Regions from separate parts of the Ovis aries genome. Here region 1 is linked to region 2. A link is a contact called in public Hi-C data. All regions are on one chromosome and are shown on one strand. The core of a region is the stretch at or near the end of the contact, and the rest is flanking DNA. Distances in the headings are between cores, read along the strand shown. Region 1 overlaps ARHGEF28 (Rho guanine nucleotide exchange factor 28). Region 2 holds the start of ENC1 (ectodermal-neural cortex 1).

The links. Hi-C and Micro-C count contacts between places; a contact is called where the count stands out from the background.
Region 1: a contact with region 2 is called in a Hi-C map of hypothalamus, with 6 times the contacts expected there. The contact joins the enhancer-like site here to the promoter of ENC1 in region 2. A contact is called at or near these places in 12 of 16 Hi-C or Micro-C datasets (blood, hypothalamus, liver and 7 more).

Annotation. Positions count from the first base shown.
Region 1 is chr16:7,867,208-7,874,237 of ARS-UI_Ramb_v3.0, forward strand. ARHGEF28 (Rho guanine nucleotide exchange factor 28) reads right to left here. Exons shown (of 37, transcript XM_060400313.1): 31 at 6,484-6,615; 32 at 3,476-3,576; 33 at 545-583; 34 at 399-446. Among named protein-coding and RNA genes, the nearest start is that of TRNAR-UCG, 260 kb to the left of the region's middle. Within about 2 kb of position 1,419, at least 6 of the 54 cell types and tissues checked have an H3K27ac peak or open chromatin away from gene starts, as enhancers often do. A contact at or near this core is called in hypothalamus, where this site is marked.
Region 2 is chr16:7,075,758-7,082,804 of ARS-UI_Ramb_v3.0, forward strand. It overlaps ENC1 (ectodermal-neural cortex 1), which reads left to right and starts at 5,096. Exons shown (of 3, transcript XM_027980005.2): 1 at 5,096-5,506.

The sequences.
Region 1 (7,030 bases), core at 169-2,668, 790 kb after region 2:
CTGCCCCAAAGGCCTAAGGCCACATGTGGAAGTGAAAAGAGTTTAGGTGTGAATTTAAGTTTTCACCAGAAAATGTGAAGTCATACTACACTCACTTAAGAGTTTCATTGCAAACTTCCAGCCAGATCATATTCATCAATATTTTTTAAAGATATGAACTGTTTTATGGCTTCAGAGAAGAATGGTATATAAACCACAGTAATGGTGATGCCTCGTGATTACAAAACCAGGTGAAGCTCAAAGCATCAGCAGAGTTACACTTGGGGTAGAGGTGGAGGGTTGGTGTTCTTTTAAGATTATTCATTACCTCTCAAATGTTCTAAATTTTAAAGTCTGGGACTCATCAAATAAAGTGAATTGCATGAGGGAAAACATTCACAGGGTCAGAGCATAGTTACCTGAAGGCTATATAAGAGACGAGTTAAATTCTGTATCGCTTGTATAATCTGAAAAATAAGATTGTGAGTGTCAAGTTTTTAAAAAAGCATTCATTATGCACAAACAAAGAAAGGATGGTGACATATTTAAAGGATGCAGAGCTCACCTCTGACTGCAAAGAACCTGGGAAACTTCTATATTCCACCTAAAATACACAAAAACATAAATAAAATGAACACTCACTCCACTCTTAAAGGCTGCACTGCAGTGTTCCACAGTCTATGACCTCAGGGAAATCACTGCTCTCGCTCTAAAACTCTTCCATAGTGACCGTTTCCTCCCAGAAAGCTAAGTATAGAATTCAACCACCAAAAGAGGAAAGAGAGCCCCCTCTGGGCAGCCTTGGTATCTGAGCTGCACGGCCACTTCCTTCCAGATGCACTCAGCCCTCCCTTAAGACACCCAGGGAAGATGCTCGGGGAACGCTGTAGGCTCAAAGTGACCACATGTACCTCATGCACGCAGCGTTGTAAATGGTGCTCTCTGCACCCAGGCTAGTCTCTCGGGCCAGGCTTGTATCCTGGAGGCCAGGCTTGGAAACTACAGGTCATCATGCCCAGTCTCTAACTCACTTTGAGATTTGGGAAGTCATAATTGCCGCTGGCTGGAAGGAGAAACCAGACCCAGAGGCAGCGCAAAGGACAGCACTCAGCCGGCCGGCATCCTCCGCTGAGAGCGCCCGGGGCCCAGGCACGGGCACCTAGGAGAAGCCCTGGCAGCAGAGGCCGTGAACAAGGCCACAGGAGACCATGTGCTCCTTGGGGGGTGGGGTGCATCTCCACCTGACTCCCTGCGTCTCTCCCCTGCACACACTGAGAGCACATGCGCATAGTCAGGGCTTCCAGTTTTCAGAATGCAACATCTGTCCATTTGTTCCCTGTCTTTTTTCTCTCGTTAGGATGCAAGCCAAGGAGTAGCAAGATTTCATCTGTGTATTCAGTGCTGTGTCTGCAAACCTAAGAGGGCTGCTTGGTGTGTAACGGACACGCACATGCCATACTATAGATAAAGAATGAGCAGCTACTGTGTCCTCCACACATCACACTGAGGGGATCCTCAGAGTCGCTGCCTTCCAAGGGCCTGCAGCCGCCTGCACACCGCTTGCAGTCTTATCTGAGCAGCTTTAAATCAAACCTCAAGGAACAGTTCTCAGGTAACCTGAAACTTGTTACATTCAATTAGTTCAGGCTGATGAGGCCACTGTGATGAGCTAGCCTGGCCTTTTCTCCCTGCCCTCTCACTCCTCACCCCACACTGCCCATGAAAGCTTTCACTACCAAACAGCATCTCAAACAGGGGAAGGACAAATGATGGCTCATTAGAGCTGTGCCCCACCCTCACGAAGATAACAAGAGCCGAGAACTCCCCGTTCCATAGTGAATTCTGGAGTTCTCTCCACTCCTGGTTTAGTCCCTGCGCTACACTCCACTGCATTTGTAAGATTGTATGGAACATAATTTTTATACTCTATAAAAATTAGAAACACAGAAATGAATTGGATTTATGCCACATGAAGTCTCTTATTCCCAAGATCCACTAAGCTTGATAGGAGACAGGAATTTTGAAATGTCATCTTTTTAATGGAGTTGGCCCGCCACCTTGTGGGGAATGTGCATAGCTGCATTAGGTGCTTTACACATGGGATATTTTGACGTTTGGGTTACAAATCCGAAATTTTGAAAAATTTTTTCAGAAATGCTTTTTAAACCTTACCATATTAAGAAAGATAATTACAAAACAGCCATCATATACTTCTTTAAAGTGTGATTTCAAATGATTCTGCTCTATAGGTCAATTCATTTCTCAAAATGCCTTATTAATGGCAAAATTTTCCAGGTAGGTTCATCCAAAGAGGAACCTGGACACCTCCTCTCTTACCTGGGACTGAATCATGGAAGGGGAGGACTTTAGGGGTGGAAGCCACCTCAGCTTTCCATTCAAAACTAATCAGTCCTTCCCCGACTTCCCTCCTCTAATAACAAAAAAGCAGCTGGAAACTACAGACTTGAAAGTGAAGTTTGCCCTGAAAAGAGCAGAAGAGCAGGAATGTTTAAGATAAAAGAACTTAGAGCTTACAGCCAGAATAAGTGGAGTGAAATCTAATGACTATATTCATTCTGGCCTATGAAGTTTGAAAAAGCACTAAATCACAGCCATCTTTTCTATGGCTCTTAAAATATCTTTGATTCCTCAGTCATATGTAATATACACAAAAATATCTGTGAAATATAAAATGTTACATAATTTACATAAAGGCTCAGATGTCATTTTGCCACATTAACACACGGTGGTATCTGTAATGCACCTCATTCAAGTTTAGATAAAGTAACTCTTGAGCCCAGGTAACCCTGGGAAGGCCCACTAGCCACCTCCCAGAATCAGGTTCTTATTCCCCATCTCTCTCCGACATCTCAGTTTCATCTGATGTTAATAGGAAATTTCATTTTAAAATTAAAAGACTGTTGTAACCTATGTGTATAGTACGCACAAAGAAAAAGTGATGCCACAAAGCAAAAACTGATTAGGTTAACTACAAGACTATCAAAAAGGCAGGTGACAGTAAGAGTGGTGAGAGGACAACAATCAGAAAGGAGAGGAAGGTAAAAGAAAGTGAAGAAGCCAGGACGTTCCAAAGTCAACATTATTTCGGCCACTTTGGCGTCACCTGGCTGCATAAGGGCCTGCAAGCCCAGGACCACCTCTCAGCCAAGAGGTACTAAATGTCGTGGGTGAAAAGCTGGAGGTTTGCAGGGCGGAAAGTGAGACCAGAAGCAAGAGCGCAGACACACAAATAAACATTTGAGTTTTCAATCTTTTTAATAACTTTTCATTTGTTTCTTGGTTTACACCTATACGATATCAGAAAAGCAAGAACATTTTAAGAAAAAAGGCAGAAAGTTTAAGTACGAATACTGAAGTAGAGAACAATGCAGAAAACACTTGCGGACTATTCACTGCTGAGGACAGACCAGGAGCTGAGGTTGTTTTATTACACAAAGTAACCGGTGCCATTTACTAGCAAGTCAGTTCACAATACCTTCTCCCCCGCATCAGAAACCGCCAGGTCGGTTCCCACACCCTGGGTCCCGGCATCCACATCCCAACAGCCTCTTCCTCCTGTCCCTTCTGTGACTAGTGCTGGAAGCACATCGTTGAGACAGAAACAAAAAGGACATCATCAAACATCAGCCAGCGGACGGGGTCCTTGGTACACAGCTGACACATATTCCAAGGTAAGAAACATCGCAACGTCACGTGTATCGAACATTCTTCTATGAGGTGCTAAAACAGAGCAGAGTAAAGTGCAGAGTCCCTGCCCCCAGGGAGCTTACACACTAGTAGGTGCCAATCTGACCCATGGCATCCAGCGTTTTTACTTTTCTTTCTTTCTGGCAGAGAGGTGTCTGTGTGATGTCTGTGGGACCAAGACGGTAGGATTCTGCATCTCATTCACTAACGGGGAAAGAGGCCTGGGGAGGGTCCAATAAAAACAGGCACAGCAGAGGAACAGTGAGGCCTGGCAGGCCAGCTCTAAGGAGACAGGTCTGGGAAGCCTCCTTCAGGGCCGGTACAAGAGCAGCAGGCCATAAACAAGGGAGGGGGCATCCAATAGGAAGAATGAAGCGTCTTTCTAAGCAGGTGAAGGTGGCAAAAACCGCATGAGCTCAGAGTCATGAAACTGATAAGCTGTCCTTATCTCCAAATAACCTACTAGTAATATTTTTAATACTCTCCATGTGTGCTTCCTCCCTTACAATTCTTGCTTATGCTGTAAATTCACATACACTATAAATACTATATACTTAATGTATGAAAACACAGAAATATGTTTAGCCCAGAAATATGATTAAGTACCAAAGAGATTTCACTCCATCCATTAAATCTCCAGTGGTGGGATTTTATTTATTTATTTATCCACCCCTGTGAACTCAGTTAAAATTTATACCATGTTCATCTTGCACAGATTAAAACTAGACTTTCCAGAGCCCTTTCCCACACAGAATTTCACCGGAACCCTCCCCAATCAGGACCTCATGAAATAAATATTCATTTGTGACACTGTATTTTTCTTCCCTTGGTACTATCTTGGAACTTTATTTCTGATGAAGGAAATACTTTTTTATTTAAGTTAATTAAACAATACTTAGATCTCTGGAAAATGAGAGCCCTCTATAATCCCAAAGGCCTCTTTTATTACGAAAACGCTTTTGTTTATGCAGAAACTGTTTCAAATTATATCAGCTAAAACTTAAGTTCATTTTGCCCAAGCTGGTCAATACTTCCTCTATAGTGAAGGGACACTTTATAGAGATTTTTCTGGCACTCAAAAATGGTTCAACTCTTGGATATTATTCCTAACGCCAAAAGAATTAGCCATTCTCTCTCTTGTCCCCCTCATAGACATGAGGACCACCAGATAGGGAAAGAAGCTGACGGTGAGCCAGATGAAGGCAAGAAGAGGGGAATGGATCAGGTCTGTATTCTCTTTCAGAACAGACAAGAGGTCTTCATAATTTCACAGGAAGTAGATTTACCTGTCTACCTGATTAGGTATACTGAGGACTGAAAACAGAGGATCTTGCTTGGTCTGTAATCTCAGACTGACATGGGCCTAACTTAGAAGGACCCAGTCCTTGAAGCCTGTCATAGGACTAACCCATCCAGTTACAGACTTTTTGTTTAGGAAAGTGGTTTTCACCCTCATCAACTCTATAAGGAGCATCAAACTCCGGTAGCACTGTGTCCCAGTCCAGCCCCAGCACTGAACACCAACCTGCCCCTCCTCTACAGGAACCCTGACATCAGGCCGCTGGGAACAGGCTCTGGATGGTTCTAGCAGATGTCAGGGGAGATGACGGCCCGGTCTGATGGGAGGTGGGTGCGGCCTGTGCTCGGAGCAGCTGCCGGAGCTGAGCGGAGCCTCTCCAGCTGTCCCTGGGCTGAGGCTGAGAGCAGCAGATCCCTACTCGTATTTTTAGCTAGAACTTCCTCAATGGCATACTGAGGTTCTTCTTTAAAAAGGAAATCACCCAGGGCAGTACAACTCCCCTGACGAATCTGGGCTGTGTCGAAATGAAAAACATATGTGCACATTCTGAAAATAGAAACCCAGGATTAGATAAAGTAGAACCCAAGAGGGGAAAATAATTATTGGTGCTAGTTTTTAAAAATGTATAGAATTTTAAAACTGGACTGCTTCCATTCATCTCTTAATTAACCAAGGGATGCTGTTAAAGAAATTCTAAGGCAATTTAATCCGCCAATCTCTAGCTACTAAAAGACATCTTATCTTGAGCATAGAAGACCTGGTGGAAGTAAGGTTTTTAATCACCAGGATATAATGAAAACTATGTGCTTCTATCTCAAAAACCTCTAGAGAACTAAACATTTAGCTTACAACTACACATATGATTAGGTTTTGAGAAATTACTGAAATCAACTTACTACATTCTATTTTTCTGTATTTAAAGTCTTCTGACACACTGTTTAATAAATGAATCCCGACCTCAAAGTATACAACATTGATCAAGAATCTTTTGGCGCTTCTAAATGTCATGTGTGTGTACACGTGGGTGTGTGTTTACGTGTGTCTTGCATGTGTGCAGGCACGCATTAGATCCTAGTTTTCTGAGTTTGGTTTTCTCAGTTGACCATATGAGATGAAGGTAAAGGACTTACTCTTTAATGAACTGCAGGGACCCTTTTCCAGAAAAACCCCAAAACTGCAAAAGCTCTTGCAAGACTGCATTCAGTTAAGTCACAGCCAACACCAGGCAGGGCAGGGTTTGGGGAAGGCCCCTGCTTGCCTGAGTAACCTACGACTAGGCAGCACCACCTACAACTATTCTCTAAGTCCTGGTCCTTGGAACACCGGTGTCGTTATTTTAGGTAAAGCAGGCTAGCGTATTTATTCTCAGGTTTTTTCCTAAAGAACATACTCAGCACCCTCCAAATCAGGGCACAGCTGTTGCCTTCATTTTATGTGCCCACTCTGTGCTCCAGGTCTGTGCCCAGGCTCACTGCAAAGGCCACGTGCTCACTTACAAGCAGTAGACAATCCTGGTGCGTCCTGAGAATTCAGCACGTCCGGCAAAGCAGGTTCTCCACAACCTTCCTCAGGGGGTTGGCATGCATCGCTCATTTGGGAAGCCGTCACTGCCACTTGCAGACTCTCAGCTAAGGAGGAGGAAGAAAACAAAAGCCAATTTAAAATACACACACACACATTGTTTACTTACTTCAGGGGTTAGCAAACTGTATCTCGCCTGTGTCTGTTTTTATATGGCCCAGGAGCTAAAAATGACTTTTACCTTTGTTACAGTTGTATTAAATACACATCCATGCACAAAGAAGATTGTGTTCCCAAAAACTGTACATGGCCTGCAGAGCCTAAAATATTTACTATCCGGCCCTTTACAGAAAAAGTTTACCCACCTGAAATTTAGACCAATACTTTCAGTATCATTTTATGATACAGGATTAATTCAATTTTTTTTTAAACTCACAGTATAAAAATAATTCAAATGCAACTTTCAGTAAAATAGTATGCTTTAAAAAAACTTCCTGAAACTCAGTTAATTTAAATACAATA
Region 2 (7,047 bases), core at 3,846-6,345:
ATTAAGGAGCCAAACAACCCTCTGAGCCAGGTACTGTTATTAGCTCAGATTGCAACCTGGGAAGCTAAGGTACCCAGGTATTACAATACTTGGCCTCCAAACACCTCGCTAGTAAATGTCAAAGCAGGAATTCCAGCTTGGTTCCAGAGTCTCTGCCCTTAACCAATTAGTTGCCAAAAATAAAATACCATGTGGATACAGAAAGAGTAGAATTTAAATGCTAAGTGTCATTATCTCTAATTTTTTCTGTTACTTTTCTGTTTTTTCCCCAACCTTCTACCATCAAGTGCTTTTGTGATCAAAGAGAAAATAATAAATGCAGCTTTAAAAGCTTGACCCTAAAATCAATAACCCACCACAGGTTGTGAAGATCTTTGTTTTAAACGGCCCTGCAATAGAAGTAACAAGTCTGAATGGCTTGATTTACTAATGACCGGGACCTTACTGAGAAATACCAAGCAAAAGTGCCTCAGACGTGTCCCTCGGCTGTCCTGTAAGCAGGCAATAAACTACCACTTGCCATGTCACTTGGGGATGTGGAAAGCGACGGTCTCATGGAAAGAATGAATTCCCCAGCTCTAACCTTGAACAGAGGGGTGCAGTCCCATGGTGGTGCTCAGCACTGAAAGGTCACAAATATAGCCACACATGACTTTCCATTAGGCATCATTATATACAAGCCCCCTGTATTCCTAGATAGCAGCAACAAGCATTTGGAATTGGAAATTAAAAAGTCACACTATAATCCAACTTAATTCACAAAATACATGTAAAGTAGTCACACATATAATGGCTTCGCGTGCTAAGTCACATCAGTCCTGTCCAACTCTTCATGACCCCATGGACTGTAGCCCACCAGGCTCCTCTGTCCATGGATTTCTCTGGGCAAGAATACAGGAGTGGGTTGCCATTTCTTCTCCAACAGAAGCTTTTAGGAAACAAGTAAAAACTTATGACGATGCCAATTTGGATCCAATTCTAAGAATACTCTCAAAGTTTCTCATGACATGTTTAATGCAAATACAGTTAAAAAGATATAAATGCAGCAGGTGGTAAACCAAAATTTAGACAACTATCAGTTTAGACCTCTTGTTTCTTCCCAGAGAGACAAATAAGTGACTTGAACAATGCTGATGACTTCTCGCATTGATTATTTTACTTTTTTCCTATCCTTGTCTTTTTAATCAATAGTCAAATTAACAAAAAAAATTCTCCCTTTTATTAAAGAGTATTGCTGGTAGGATCTGAAGCCTCACTTCCGTAGTAGGTTTGTAGGCTTGTGTCTGTGTGTGAGGCTCAGGAGTCAGAGCAGGCACTGCACTGACGCCTCAGCATCTCCTTGGAGAATGAAGGACATCTTGCCTGGCCCTGGGGGTGCTAGCAGCAGCCCTCAGAACGGCCTCTGGGGAACATGACTGTGCCACGGCCCCTTTCCTGGGCAGCCTGCCTTCAGCAACTGGTAACACAGCCGACTACAGCCTGGCCTTCTCAGCCTACCTGGGGACAGCTCCACGGTGTCATCTCTGACCGAGACTGCGTCGCAGCTCAGCTTCTCCCCCTGCCCATCCTGCTGGGCTCTCTTTCCTCCCACAGGTGCTGAGCCCAGGACGCACGCATGCCTGCGCTCACGTGACCCACTGACCCACGCTGGGCCGGGGAGGGGTGGGCGGTGTGGCATGTCACCTCAGGCTGGGTGTTCACTTGCAGCTCGAATTTGACACTTGGGGAGGAACGGACACTCAGCCTCGGCTCCAGGCCACGCTGACTTCACATGCCTATCTCACAAACCACACGAGGAAGGAAAGCAGTGCCATCTTCCTTTCACACACTCAAAAAGAGGAGCAAAGAACAAAGAGGGCACTTTTGGAAGACTGGCAGGCAGTGTGCCTGAAAGGCGGGTGGGGCTTTCAGGGGACCACAGGAGGCAGGACGGCAGCTGCTGAGCCCACTGCTTGGTCTAATCCCCTGAGCGGTCCTGTTCCTGGTACTATGGGCACAGGGTGTTAATTAAATCATTCTCATTAATTCAGCCCAAGTGTAAATTAGGATGGAATGAAGATAAATTAGGTTTGAAGGCAGCTAATACATTTAACCCCATGCTGCTTCTTTTGCAGCCTAACAAAATAACATTGTTAAGGGAGATAACAAGGCCAAAGCCTTGGGCACAGCTTCCTAATAGCATTAAAAACGAGACCTTGGTTTGGTGTCACAAGGCAGAGGCGAAGACCAGCTCCCAGGGGCCCAGGGGACCGGCCTAACATCTTGAGGGAGGTGGTGGCCATTGTACAACAGGGATGTCTGTAGTTTCCCAAGATGTTTATGACTCATATCTCTGAAGCCTATATCATCCGGTTTGATCACAAGTCTATCTAGAGAGTTCTTCCTGTACAAATACAAGGCTTGCTCATCTTTTCTCCTAGCAAGTGAAGTGATAAGAACTACCTTTAGGACTGGCTGAGAGACGCTGGAGGAATAACAGTTTGAACGGCTGTGATCCTAAATTGCCAAATCACTTTCAGCTGTGAAGTAAACATTAGAAACTGCCTACAGGCCTGATAATTTCCCATGCATCGGCTCAAGCAAACCAGTGTACGGTTTGTAGGTCATTTGTCTTCCAGTTTTTATAACCCATAGAATAAGTAATTTCTTTTCCCTTCCTCCATGCTGCTTATCTCCCTAAGGCAGATGATGTGAATGTATATAGTCACTGAATACATTCAAGATTTTCCAGACCACAACTTTTTTTCCCCTTCTCTCTTCTTCAAGTGTAGAAAGGTGGCCACGTTAGGTAGAAAAGATACAGGAAAACAGCATAGGTGGATGACAGAATGGCCAGATGGAGTTCTCTTTTCTCAGTCCTGCCTGCTGAGCAAAGCTATTTGCAAAGACATGTAAACTTTGCTGTCCCCCCACCCCCTGTTTAAGGACACTCTGCATTTTCTGAGTGGTAAAGACGCAATAGAAACAGATGGCCTGTTCTTAGCTCAGCGGCTTCCTGTGGCAAAATCTCCAGCCAACCAAATGAACTGAGGACATGTGTTATTCCTAGGCAGGGTCATCTAGGTACAGGTCCCTGTAGATTTGGTAAGTAACTGAAATAAGAAGGAAATACTTCTCTTTAATGAGAAAAAGTGTATAATCTCTTACGCAGAACACCCGCCCCCAACTCAGTCCCACCTTCCAGGGCAGATATTAACATTTGGTCTTCGGAACCAACCTGCTTGTTTTTGACCCGAAGTCCAGAAAGATAAAGCCTAGGAGGAAGTGCCTCCAGAGGTTGCACTGATTACCTTCCCCCACACCTTGCCGCAGGCTAAGAAAACATGTTTTTAAGAGACATCTGTGCAATACAACACGTTTACCTCTCTCGGCTTTTCAGCACCTATCTCCAATATCTGCGGCCTTTCTCTGTCTGGTCTTCGCGGATTTTTATCCACATCTTTAGGAACCAGGGGTGGGCTGGCAACGTACCCGGTCTCTTTACCTTGCAGCTGGTAGACCCCCCTGCACGTGGGTCTGACCGGTAAGCGATCTGGCCTCTCTGGCTTTGTGGAGCAGTCTGGAGCCGCGACTCTGAATAATAAGTTAAAATATGAAGCAGACCTGTAAAGGCTCGTTCTGAAGCTGACGAGTTAATGCGAACAAAGGACTTCAGAGGGCACTGTCTTCCTTTGTTTGCAAGGAGCGAAATTTCTCAGCACGAATAACTGGAGGGCCCGTGCTTAAAGGAAAGTGGGGTTAAAGGACCGAGAGGGCCTTGATTTCTAGTCTCTGGATTGGGGGCGCGCCAGGGGGAGCCTCCTCTGCTTGTTAAACCATTTCTGCCTCTAATATTTAAAAGAAAGCTGGGAAGTGGGGATCTCCACTCTAGCTATAGGGCTAGGCCATTGCAAGTAGCCGTGTGCCCTCGAGCTGGACAATTCACTTCAGATCTCCCTGGACCTCAGATTCCCAATCCGTAAAAAAAAAGAGGGCGGGGGGCTGGACTGGTAATCTCTACAGCTCATTCATATACTTTATTCCAAATGTCCAATAAAAAGAAAACCAGGCATTTCAGCTCCCCGTGGAAAGACAAGCCCTTGGTACAAAGATCAAAAATGGGTTTCATAAATAGTGATTGCCGTTCGAGGTCTTCTAATCACTTTTCCTTTTCGTGGCACGCGGCGCTTCAAACGTGTATGAGCTGAACCATTGCTCTGCTGAACTCCTACCCAACACAACCTAGCGAAAAGCGATAGGAAAGGGCCAGGTCTGAGGGGGCGATTAAAGGTTTATCACTTCGGAGAGGTGGCGGCGTGGCCACTCCTTGGAGCAGTTGGTTTTGAATCAAGCGGCCACAGCGATTGGCTGCAAAGCACGTGGTGCGCGCTCCGCCGGACAGCGCCCGGCTGCCGCTGCCTAGGGCGGCGTGGGGCAGATTCCGGCCGCGGGTGCCGCACCCGCGGGGAGGGTGGGGGAGGACGTGGGGGCAGGAAGCGCCCGGGGCGCGAGTCTTTCCGGTCCCCTGCCCTACAACGGAGCCCTACAGCCCGGCTTTGCCCAACCTGCGGAGTGCCTACAGTGTCCAAAATTGTGTCCATACCTCGCCCCTGTCCTCTTTCCAGGTATCTCGCCCAGCGGGCAGGCTGTGTGCGCCCAGGGCGCGAACCACTAACACCCGTCTCGCCTCTTGTCTCTCTTTGCTGAGCCTCACGGCGGCTCCCGCAACGCGGAGCACACACCTGGGGGGCCGCGCTGTCCCCAACCACCCCAGAAGGGTCCCTCAGCACCGGACTCTGCTCAAGACACAGCGACCCAGGAAGACTTGTTTTACTCGCGATTCCCGAAGGCTGCAGCTGCTCGTGGCTGAGATTCCGCATCCTCTTTGTCTCTCTCTCTCTACTTGCCACAGCCCCCTCCCCCGCTTCCTCTCTCGATTAACTCCCCCGACACGCTCTCCTCCCCTTCCTCCTCCTCCTCCTCCGCCGGCCGCTTTCACGCGCTTCCTCCCTCCCTCACCTGGTGTCACTTTTTGCCTACGCGCCCTCTCCCCTCCCCTCCCCGCCCTCCCCTCCCCGTCTCGCCGCTTATAGCCGGGCGCTGGGCCGCCGGGCGCAGACTGCTCGGGCAGCCGGAGAGGAGGCGGCGCGGCCGAGGCGCTGCAGAGACCGAGTGGAGACGCCAGGCGGCCGCCGGCGCGCACGGCTCTTTCCAGCTCCCTCCCCCGAGCGTTCAGCCCGCCTCCTTCCGCGGCGCCTGCGGCCGCTGGCTCCCTCTTCCCTCCCGAGCGCCCTCCGGGAGCTGCTCCGCGGGTGGCAGGCACAGAGTCCGTGACCTGGGAGTCGTGAGACCGCGGCGATCAGCCCGCGGTGACCAGCCAGCGAGCCGGAGCCCCATGCGCGCTCCTTTCGCCGGGGCAGTCGCTGTTGCTCCCTGGGGCTGAGACGTCTGCTCCGTCGCCTCCCCGCCGGGTTACCGAGGCCAGACCCAACTAACTGGTTGTGCACTGTGGCCGGCCGCCACTGCTGTAAGTCTCCGCCACCGCCGCGGACCTGTTGCGGGCGCCGTGGGTGTCAGGTCTGCCTGTGTGTGTGCGTGCGCGCGCACCGCGGAGCCTGGAGCTCCGACTTAGGGGGCGGCGGGGAACTGCTCTCGGGCGGAGACCCCGGCCCGCCGCTGCGCTCCTCTGGCAGGCAGAGCCGGGCACTGCCCGAGGGGCCTCCTCTGAGCCGCTGGGGAGAGAGGAGCTCAGCCAGGATACGATCGACACCCCCCCGCGCCCCGCCGCCCCACTCCCCTCCGCGGGAAGGGCTGTGCCTAGCGCGCGGGATTGTTTGTCCCCTTGCACCCTACGCGGCACTGGAGTCACGCACAGACACCCCTAGTAAGGGCATGTTCACTGCGGCCAGATGTCTGTGGGGAATGAATGAAAACTGCTTTCTAAAAAATTATTTTTTTTGTCATTCAGGTTGTTTAGCCTTAACATGGTTAGTTTCGAAGGATAGGAATTGGTAGGCGGGGTGGAGATGAACCGCTGAACTTGGCGTGTATCTGGTGTCGCCCACACGGGCATGTGTTGAAGAGCGTTACAAGTGCTATAGAGGACTCTATGGTAAAATGCTTTTCTTGTTAACAGTCTCTTTATAGTGTTGTTCCTTTGTTATCAATAATGTAAATTGCCTGAGAAAATCTGCCCAGTTTCTCCTTCGATGGCCTGGAGATCAGGTTCAAAACTTAAAGAAATGTGACGCGCTGCTAAGTATTGGAGGCTGAGATCCTGGTTAAAGAGCATTAAGTGAACTGAAGTTACTGTAGCCAGAATTCCTTTTGATGTTCACTGGTAATAGCAGCCCTTTTCGCCTTCTCTGTAGAGGCAGGTTAAGTATATGTGTGCGTTTTTTGGCCACTTACTTGGCATGCAAATATTATTTCTCTGGGGGCTTAAAAAATGCCAAAAGGATGATTCATTCTGTGTTGAAGGTGTGTTTAGAGTCTGTGTACATGGTTTCTGCTGATGTTTTCATGTTTGCATACTTTTAAACCAAAAGACAAGTTGTCTCCCTTGGGTCTTCAAGTGTACCTTTTAATCAAATATTCCTGCAAGATTGTTGGATTTTGACTGTGACACACTTCTCCATCTGGGTGGCATCCAAGATGACAGGCTAGGCTCTTCTGCTGGCTTTTGAACCTACTTGGGAAATCCAGGAGCATAAACACAGGCTGTAAAGAGATGCAGATCCTATATCCCAGTCTTCTAAACTGTTATGTTAAGTATAAGCCTGGCTATGAGTGTTGTTTTACACTGCTCAGGGAAATGCCTTCTGGGCCTGGTGGGTGTGATTCCAGTTCAATCTGCAGGCACTTTGGTGCTTCTGTACCTTGTGCAAGAACCTCATTCTTCTGTCAGCTGCATTCAGTCTCAGCCAGAAAGAAGGCAGCTTTTTTTTTTTTTTTAATTGAAATACAGTTGATTTACAATGTTGTTAGTTTCAGGTATACAGCAAAGTATTCAGAATACACACAGGTTTATGAATTCTTTTCCATTATAGGCTATTGCAGGACACTGAG